Regions from separate parts of the Mus musculus genome. Here region 1 is linked to region 2. The links are chromatin contacts, called in public Hi-C maps. All regions are on one chromosome and are shown on one strand. Each heading gives the region's core, a stretch centred on a gene start, on an enhancer-like site or on the middle of the called end of the contact. The rest is flanking DNA. Distances are from core to core; before and after follow the strand shown. Region 1 has its middle 13 kb from the start of Gm31314. Region 2 has its middle 4.8 kb from the start of Gm31129.

Region 1 (4,265 bases), core at 801-3,300, 400 kb before region 2:
CCATTGGGTAAAGCGTTTGCTACACGAACCTGATGATCTGACTAAAATTCCCAGAACCCACAGTGGAAGGACCCACCCCATTTTTACAAGCTGTCCTCTGACCTCTACGCAAGCGCATTCACATCACCTGTCATTCCAGTAATAAATGAAGCAAAATTCCTCAGGACTGGAGATGTGGCTCAATGAGCATACGTGCTTGCTTTACATCCTTTCTAACCTTGACTTCTGCTATATTTCTTGAGCCCTCGGGGGGGGGGGGCTCACTACAGCTGTCCCATCTGTGGCTAAGCACCAACAGTCACTTGCCTTCAGCGTTTTGACCAGTGGTGAAGTCATTTTGACAGTCTTTGCATTGACTGATATTCGCGCTGAAGAAGCGGCTTCTCCTGACCAAGGTCGGGCGCAGTTCTAATCAGTGGGGAATGGATATAGATGTTTAGAATGTAATTAGACAGTTTGACATCACGCCTTTTTGAGCGAAATAACATTAGCAAGTCCATCCCAAGGACCTGTGACCTTTTGGTCAGGTTACAGTACCTGTCAGGAATAGCCACCTGTGGATCAGGGCACGGACACCACCAGAGAGTGCTTGGTCTCTCCCTTCACACCCAGGCCACCATTACACCATCGGGTACATCCTTGCCTGACAGGTCCACATTGCCTCCTGCAGCATCCAGCACTGAGTAGGACCGCTTACGGATAGGTTTGGTCTCCAGCGGACTGCTGCTTAGCACATTCCAGTGGTATCAAAGTCAGGCATCAGGGAGGATGCTTCTAGGTCAGTTCCACCATGGTTTCTCTCATGAAACCCAAGCATACGGTGTCTTCAGCAATAGCTATGGTGAACTACCAAGGGCAATGGCTGTCTCCTGTGCTGTTTGTAGGGACTCTAGGTCTTTTAGGGAGCCTTGGAGCTCCCATCTCATAGGTGTCATTTCTCTATGGATTACTCCGTGGTTTGCTGTGATAAATTAGAATGTGCACATAACAAATACTGGATTCTATAAGTGAAAATGAATATCAGAAGCTTAATAGAAAAATGTTATTTGCATTTCCGAAAGGTAGCTCTCTCCCTCTCTCTCTGTCTCTCTCTCTCTGTCTGAGATAGGTTCTCCCTAGGTAGCCCTGGATGGCTTGGAAGTCCCTATGTGGACTAGTCCGGCCTCAAACTCACAGAGTTCCAATTGCCTCTGACTTCCATGTGCTGGCCTTAAAGGCATGTTCTATCACACTTTGCCTATTTTTTTAAAATATATTTTATTGCCTTTGTACACTAAAATATAAAATTTTACTTTGTAGCCAAGGATGACCTTGAATGTCTGATCCTCCTGTCTTTGCCTCCTGAGTGCTGGGATTACAGGGTCTGGCCACCCTGCCTAGTATCTGTGGTGCTGAAGATATAATTCAGGGCTTTGTGCATGCTAGGCAAGTACTTTACCAACTGAGCTATAACCTCTTCCCCCACCTTTTGCTGATGTTGTTTGAGTTTCTCCTGCCTCTGTTTCCCAAGCACTGAGATTACAGCTGAGTACCCTACCTGGGCTTGGACAAATCTGCCGTTCATGCAGCCAGGGGCATCTGGAGGCTAAAGACCACATCCTTTCCTATACTTTCCACAGATGAATATCGGTGATTATAAAAATGTCCTATTCCTTGGTTGGAAGGAAAGATAACTCACAATTATTGCTTTTAAAAAGCACATCTCTTAAACTATATAATTTTCATACAGTAAAAAAAAAAAAAAAAAAAAACCAAAACAACATTTACCCTTTTAAGGATGTGGTCTGATGGCCTTTGCACACGTTCATCCCTCCAACCAGGAGGACATTGCAGCCACTCACAAAGCCTCCTCTGTCCACCTCAGGAGCCCATCTCTCCCTCTCCTATCGTCCACCCGGAAACCACCGATCTGCTCTCTTGGTTCTTTCAGAGCTGATGTTTTCAGGATGTCACAAGAATGGAAATTCTACGAGGCGACCATCTGCACCTGGCTTCTCTCACTTGGAGTAATAAATGCTTTGAGATTCATCTGCATTCTGCAAGTCCCTCCGTTTGATTTTTTTTATTACTGTGTAATACTCCATTATATAAACACAGCACAGTGAGTGTCTGCAGCCAGCAGGTAATAGGCATTTGGGTTGTTTCCATAAGCCAGGGTGTTATAAATAATGATGATATAAATACTCAGACTCTTGTGAGGACACACATCTTTATTTCTACTGGAATTTCCGGGTTAAACTATCCATGTTTAATTAACATTATGAAAAGTGGCAAATGTTTCTCTTAAGTGTCCTAACATTGTCTTCTGAGGAACTGGCCATAGTGGAACCTCTTACCTAGATGACCTCATTTCAACAGGGTCATCTCTTTATGTCTCCAAATGAGGGGACAAGCTCTGGGTGCTGAGAGTCAGGACTGGAGCATGCAGATTGTCATAGAGGGAGACATGGTTTGCCTTGTCCTCCATCTGGACAGAATTCGAGGGATTCCATCTCTCTAACATCTTTGCGCTCTCTGGCTGTGATAGGTCTGTTTACTCCTGGTCTTTCTGGCAGTCTGAAGAACTCACTGTGTTTCTATGAACTCACTTTTATGACTCTGGGACTTTGTGAGTTCACACATCCTTATCGCTAAGAAAATCCAAGGTTGTTGTCCAGTCTACATAGTGACTGTGCCAGCCATCGCTAAAGACCGTATGACTGTGGAAGAGTCCAGGAAGGTCGGGATGGAGCTGTGCCCCCTGCACAATGCCCTTTGCCAAGCTGGTGATGTGTTTGCTTAAACAGTTGAGGAGTGCTGGGTCTGCTTGAACCACGTGCAGCAACCACTCGGGGAGACTGAGAACTCCTGCTTTCTCAAGAGCCGGGGGAGGACTATGGGAAGCAGCAATAAAGCAATATAGGATGGGGAGGGAAAAGAGCCAGTATATGGACAAGAGCTACCTTTCATAGGGGAAGAGATGGGGGTGACTACCTGTTGGGCTTTGTGATCCAGGCAGCTTCACCTAGCACAGGTGAGGTTGGAGATAAAATTGGATATTTCCCCCCAAGATACAACATAGAAGAAGAAGCAAGATGATAGGCCTGTTAGTAATTCTTTTCCCAATCTTTATATCTATCTATCTATATAGTATTTATTCTACTATCTGTCTGGCTATCTGTCTACCTATCTATCTATCTATCTATCTATCTATCTATCTATCTATCTATCTATCTATTATCTACCTATCTATCAAGCAATCATCTTTCACTTGTCTATCTTATCTATTTATCTATTATCTATCTATATACCCGCCTATCTATTATCTATCTATCTATCTATCTATCTATCTATCTATCTATCATCTATCATCTGTTTATCTTATCTATTTATCTGTCTATTATCTATCTGCATACCTATCTACCTGTCTATTATCTATCTATCCACTTATGTATTATCTATCTATCTATCTATCTATCTATCTATCTATCTATCTATCATCTGTCTGTCTATATAGCATTTATCTATCTATTATCCATCTCTCTGTTTGTCTATGTATTATCTATCTACCTATCATCTGTCTATCTGTCTATCTACCTACCTACTTCCCTACCTATCATCTATCTTGCAACGAGACCTCTTGTTCTCAGTAGCTGCCTGCATTTCAGACTCAGTGCACAAGAATCCCATCCCTCTCCTCCCCCTCCTCCAGCTGACCCTAAAGCAAAGCCCACAAAAGTGACTCTGACAGCCGTAGAGTGATATTGCAATTGATTGGCCTGCCGTGATGGCGTGAGCGCATTTTGTCGTTAGCGAAGAGACTGAAAGGGGCCAGCTAATAGAATGATCTGGCCTACAAGACAGGCCTAGGCTGATGAACAATCCGACACAAATGTCAATAACAATTGGATTGTCTGTAAACTACAGTCACTTAGGGCCCCCGGAGCCTGTCCACAGAGCTGGGACCGAAATCCTCAGTGCTGTGAACGCCAAATCAGGTTTGGCATCGGGAATGAAAAGCCATCAGACGTAATAGTGTTAGGAGGCTGTTGGTCAAAGAAGCAAAGAGGGCTGTGAATAATTCTTGCGTTATGTGTGTCACAGAGCAGGGATGGTCACAGGAAAGAGAGATGAGAGGAAAGAAAGGGGTGGGGGCTTCAGAGCCCCAGGTTCACAGGAGGAGGGTACAACCAGGGAGGCGGGCTATGAGGCTCTGAGTCTTGGCTCTGTCATGCCTACACTGTGTGACTTTGGACAACTGTCCTCTCTGTGTCTTCATTTCCCCT
Region 2 (4,208 bases), core at 1,263-3,762:
AGATGGGAAGAAGAGCAGTGTGAGGCAGGGAACGAGTTGTTTTGTTTTGTGTTTGTGCCAATGTCTCACTGTGTAGCCCAGACTACCCTCAAAAACACGGTCCTTATGCCATAGCCTCTCCAGAACCAGGGGATCACAGATATACAACACCCTGACTTTTTATATCATTTTAAAACATGTACTTGTTTGTTTGTTTGTTTGGCCAGAGAACAACCCAACTCTCTCCTTCCACCACTGTGTGGGCTCCCTGCGGTTGAACTGGAATTCAGACTAAATCCTGTTGTCAAGTTACTTTATCTGCTGAGCCTTCTCATCAGCTCGCTGGCCTTTGGGAGTTCTAGAGCTAAATCCAGGACACCACCAGCACAGCTCCAGCATCTAAGAACCGTGGGTTCCTGCTGAGGATAGGGGGTCCCTCTGCCCTATCTCTTTCACATGGTGGATTCACACCTTCCGTAGGTCATTTCACCTCTGTGAGCCTTGGTTTTCTCATCTCTCATATGGGCCCAAGGAAGCAAGCTTAGTCTCGTCCTTGGGTTGGTATGAGGTAAGAAGATTGAATGACAGGAACCAGGCGTGGGAAATTCTTGGCCACACGCCCGGTGTTTGATCTGTCTTTGGAGTTGATGACACTCCCTTTCTTTCTTTCTTTCTTTCTTTCTTTCTTTCTTTCTTTCTTTCTGTCTGTCTGTCTGTCTGTCTGTCTGTCTGTCTGTTTTTGATTAAAAAAATTTTTTGAGACAGGGTCTCAAATACCCCAGGATATCCTTTAACTCATTTCATAGCCTAGAATGACCTTGGACTTGTTTCCACCTCCCCAGAGCTGTGGTTACAGGTGTGCGCACTGCTCCTATTTTATAGGACGCTGGGGATCCAACACAGGCCCTTCGGTGCACGTTGGGCAGTCACTCTACCAGCTGAGCCATGTCTCCCAGCCCCTCCTTTGATGTAAATGTTTGGGATAGAGCCCCAGGCAACAGAAAGAAGTCTCACAGAGGGGCAACAAGGCTGAAAAACTCCTGCTGAGGATAGGGGTGCCCTCTGCCCTGCACAGGCAAGTGGCTTTCATATGCACAGAGCCAGGAAGTGCACGTGGCTCTCAGCTGTTTGTCAATGGCGTGAACTGGGAATGGTGCAGCACCGCTTAGCCCACCCCCAGGAGTCTCTGATCCACCCCAAGGGAGGAAAGGCAGGAGGTGAGGGGGACATGATAAGAAGAAGGTTGGCAGGGAGCATCGATTCTGATGTTTTCAAAGCTCTCCTCTCCTACAGGAACCAAACTTTAATAACCAGATCCAAGGAGTGAAAGAGAAAGAAACCAGACCATCAAACCCTCCCTGATGAGCAGGCCATGCCTCAGAGAGCTCCAGGGCTGGCTTTGAAACTGTGTGAGTTTAACCCGCAGCAGACACACTTGGCTTCCCCCACTCCACCCCACCCCCGACCCCATTCCCACCTCAGGGGAAGTCAGAAAAAAAAGGCAGAAACTAAAGAGAGATTCTTCTGAGAACAAAGAAACCCATCAGAAGGGGCACCATCTTCACAAAGGTTCAAGGTCCTCCTCAGGTTGCTGGTGGGGAAGGTCACAGATATGTTTCTGAGAAGTGTTAGGAGCTGTCATTCCTATATCCCATTCTAGCTAACCCTCTCCTCCGCCCCCCCAGACCCCCCCAAAAAAAACCCACGATCAATCTACAACTCAGAGAGGTTGCTTAACTGATCCCAGAACACACAGCTGGTAAATGCTGCAGCCCCAACCCTGAACCCAGCCTGATCACAAACAAATCTTCCATCTCATTCTTGCCGCCGCCCCACCCCCCCCTCCCCGAGCTATACAACGGCAAGAGGAGAGAGGACGGCGATTGGGAACCACAGAGAAGGTTATCACACTATGCACAGCCTAAAGCAAGCTTTCTCAGCCTCTATCAGCATCTGGGCTGGGCTGAGTGCCTCCTTGCCATGGGAAGGTTCCCTGTGCCTTCTAGGACGGTCGGCAAGCATTTCTGGCTTGTCTCCGTCAGATGCCAACACCACCTTCCTGTCTCCAGTGTGACATCCAGAAATGTCTGAGGACGTTGCCAAACGTCTCCCGGGAGAAAGCCGTCCGGCCTGTCAAAGGCCCCTTGATGCGGAGGAAGGCATAAGGAACAGTTATAACCGAGAATTGAAAATCAGTTAAGTACCACGCAGAAGGCCTCTGGTCTCCTTTAATCTCATTTAATCCTCCATGAGAACACTGCGAGGTGGACGTTTTATAGACGGGACATGCAAGGAATCAGAGAGCTGAAGTCACTTAAAGTTCACACAGCCAGCTTGCAGCAGAGCCAGGGGTTTGAACCTGAACCTGCATCTATAAACTCTTTTCCCTAGGGGCCACTGAGAGAGGGGAAACAAAAGACAGAAAAGTGGGCGGACCAAGAAAAAAAAAAAGAAAGAAAGAAACCTAGCAACGCAGTGCAAGATGGGAGCTAAGGAGTCCGGAAATGGAGGCTGGTCCATCATGGGTCCTCGCAATGCTATGCCGACTAGAGGCATGCCTGAAGGATGCTGTTACCTCTGGTGTCCCAGTTCTTGCCTCTGCCCCCTAACTCATCCCTCTGCCTTTGCAAATGGCCCGCACCTGTGTCTACCCTGACTTCCTGTCTCCCTTTCGCATCTCATAAGGAAAGAGGTCTATTTCAAATGCTGCGTGATTTATGGAGGAAAGCCTCTTGCCCCGGCCATCCATCTCTCTTCACAGGGACACACATGCCGAGGAGTACCTATCCCAGGAGTGACCCACATTTATTTTCTGCCAGGAGCCAAGACCCCGGGGGGATTCAAGAATCGTCCCTAAATTACAAGAGAGTCCGGGGGAGACCTCTCCCCCCCCCAGCACCCCGCCCCCAGCCTGAGCCTCCCTCTAAATCACCTTTTAGCGTCTGGGCTGCTGTGAACTGCACGTGTGCAGACAGAGGTGAGCCCCAACCCTGCGGGCAGGAGAGAGACACCAATGGCCAAGAACTTGAAGTAGGGCTGTGCTTCGAACTGACCATGACCCCCATGCTTCCTGCAGCCTTCCCTTGACGTTTCCTGGCGGATACCTTGATAGCAGAAAGCATATTTCTCTCTGAATCTCTTTCTTCGGTCCCTCCACCACCACCACCCCCTCCAGTCTTCGCATTTGTTCTTAATCGCTCTGGGGGTGAAGGCTCCCTTTGAAAATCTGATGAAAGCTATGGGCTCCTCCCTTCATTAAATAAATGATTGTTTACTCCTGTTAAAGCCTTCCCAAATGGAACGACCGGTTTATGGTGGATTTTCTAGGAAGATAAAGGGCTTTCTCCTCCTGTCATATAAAAAAATGTTAATGCCTCCACTCTTTTTCTTTTTAACATTTACTGGTGTGCGATACGCATATGGAAAAGTACACAAATCATAGGCGCTCGACTTAATGAATTTTCCTAAACTGGACAGACCAGTACAGCCTGCACACAGATCGAGAGAGCACTGCTGTGTCTAGAAGCTTCTATTGGCATCCCCTGAGACTGCTTCATCACCCAGTGTAGCCAGGAGCTTGCCCTACACCACCTAGCTGCCTTCTGCTTGGTTTTGCTTGTGACTTAAGTTATGCATAGCTCTTTGCATCCAACATTTCGCTGGGTTCTTGCCCCACAACCACAGAGTGCGCAGCCTAGAAGCAGCCTGCGATTTTCCATGAACACTCCATTACTTTCATTTTTACAGAGTTGGATTTGTGTTGATCTGCATTGTGGTTGGAACGTTCCATGTGTGGATAAGGGTTTGAGATAGAGTCTTATGTAGCCCAGGCTGACTTCCAGCTCTCTTGGTAGCCAAGGATGACCTTAAACTGCGGACCATCCTTCCTCTACCTCCTAAGTGCTGGGATGACAGACAGGCAATACTACTCCTCAGTTAATGTGGCTCTGGGGAATCAAACCCAGGGCACTTGCATACTCAGCAAGCACTCTACCAACTGAGCTATACCCCCAGTTTAGTGTGTGTGTGTGTGTGTGTGTGTGTGTGTGTGTGTGTGCGTGCGCGCGTGCGCGCGCGCGCGTGTGCACGTGTGCACAGTCAGCATATGTATGTGTCCCTGTGTCTGTGTGCACATGTGTGTGCACATACATGGATCTGTGCATGAATGTATGTATGTGTGTGTGCATGCATGCCTTCATGCATGAGTTGTGTATGTCAGTGCATGTGTG

What was found. Hi-C and Micro-C count contacts between places; a contact is called where the count stands out from the background.
Region 1: a Hi-C map of the N1E-115 cell line shows a contact between it and region 2, with 6 times the contacts expected there. The contact joins two enhancer-like sites. A contact is called at or near these places in 3 of 484 Hi-C or Micro-C datasets (the HPC-7 cell line, the N1E-115 cell line and uterus) and 1 of 9 other capture datasets (embryonic stem cells).

The regions. Positions count from the first base shown.
Region 1 is chr5:119,538,351-119,542,615 of GRCm38.p6, reverse strand. No RefSeq gene overlaps it. Among named protein-coding and RNA genes, the nearest start is that of Gm31314, 13 kb to the right of the region's middle. Within about 2 kb of position 2,050, at least 1 of the 459 cell types and tissues checked has an H3K27ac peak or open chromatin away from gene starts, as enhancers often do. A contact at or near this core is called in the N1E-115 cell line, where this site is marked.
Region 2 is chr5:119,136,390-119,140,597 of GRCm38.p6, reverse strand. No RefSeq gene overlaps it. Among named protein-coding and RNA genes, the nearest start is that of Gm31129, 4.8 kb to the right of the region's middle. Within about 2 kb of position 2,512, at least 14 of the 459 cell types and tissues checked have an H3K27ac peak or open chromatin away from gene starts, as enhancers often do. A contact at or near this core is called in the N1E-115 cell line, where this site is marked.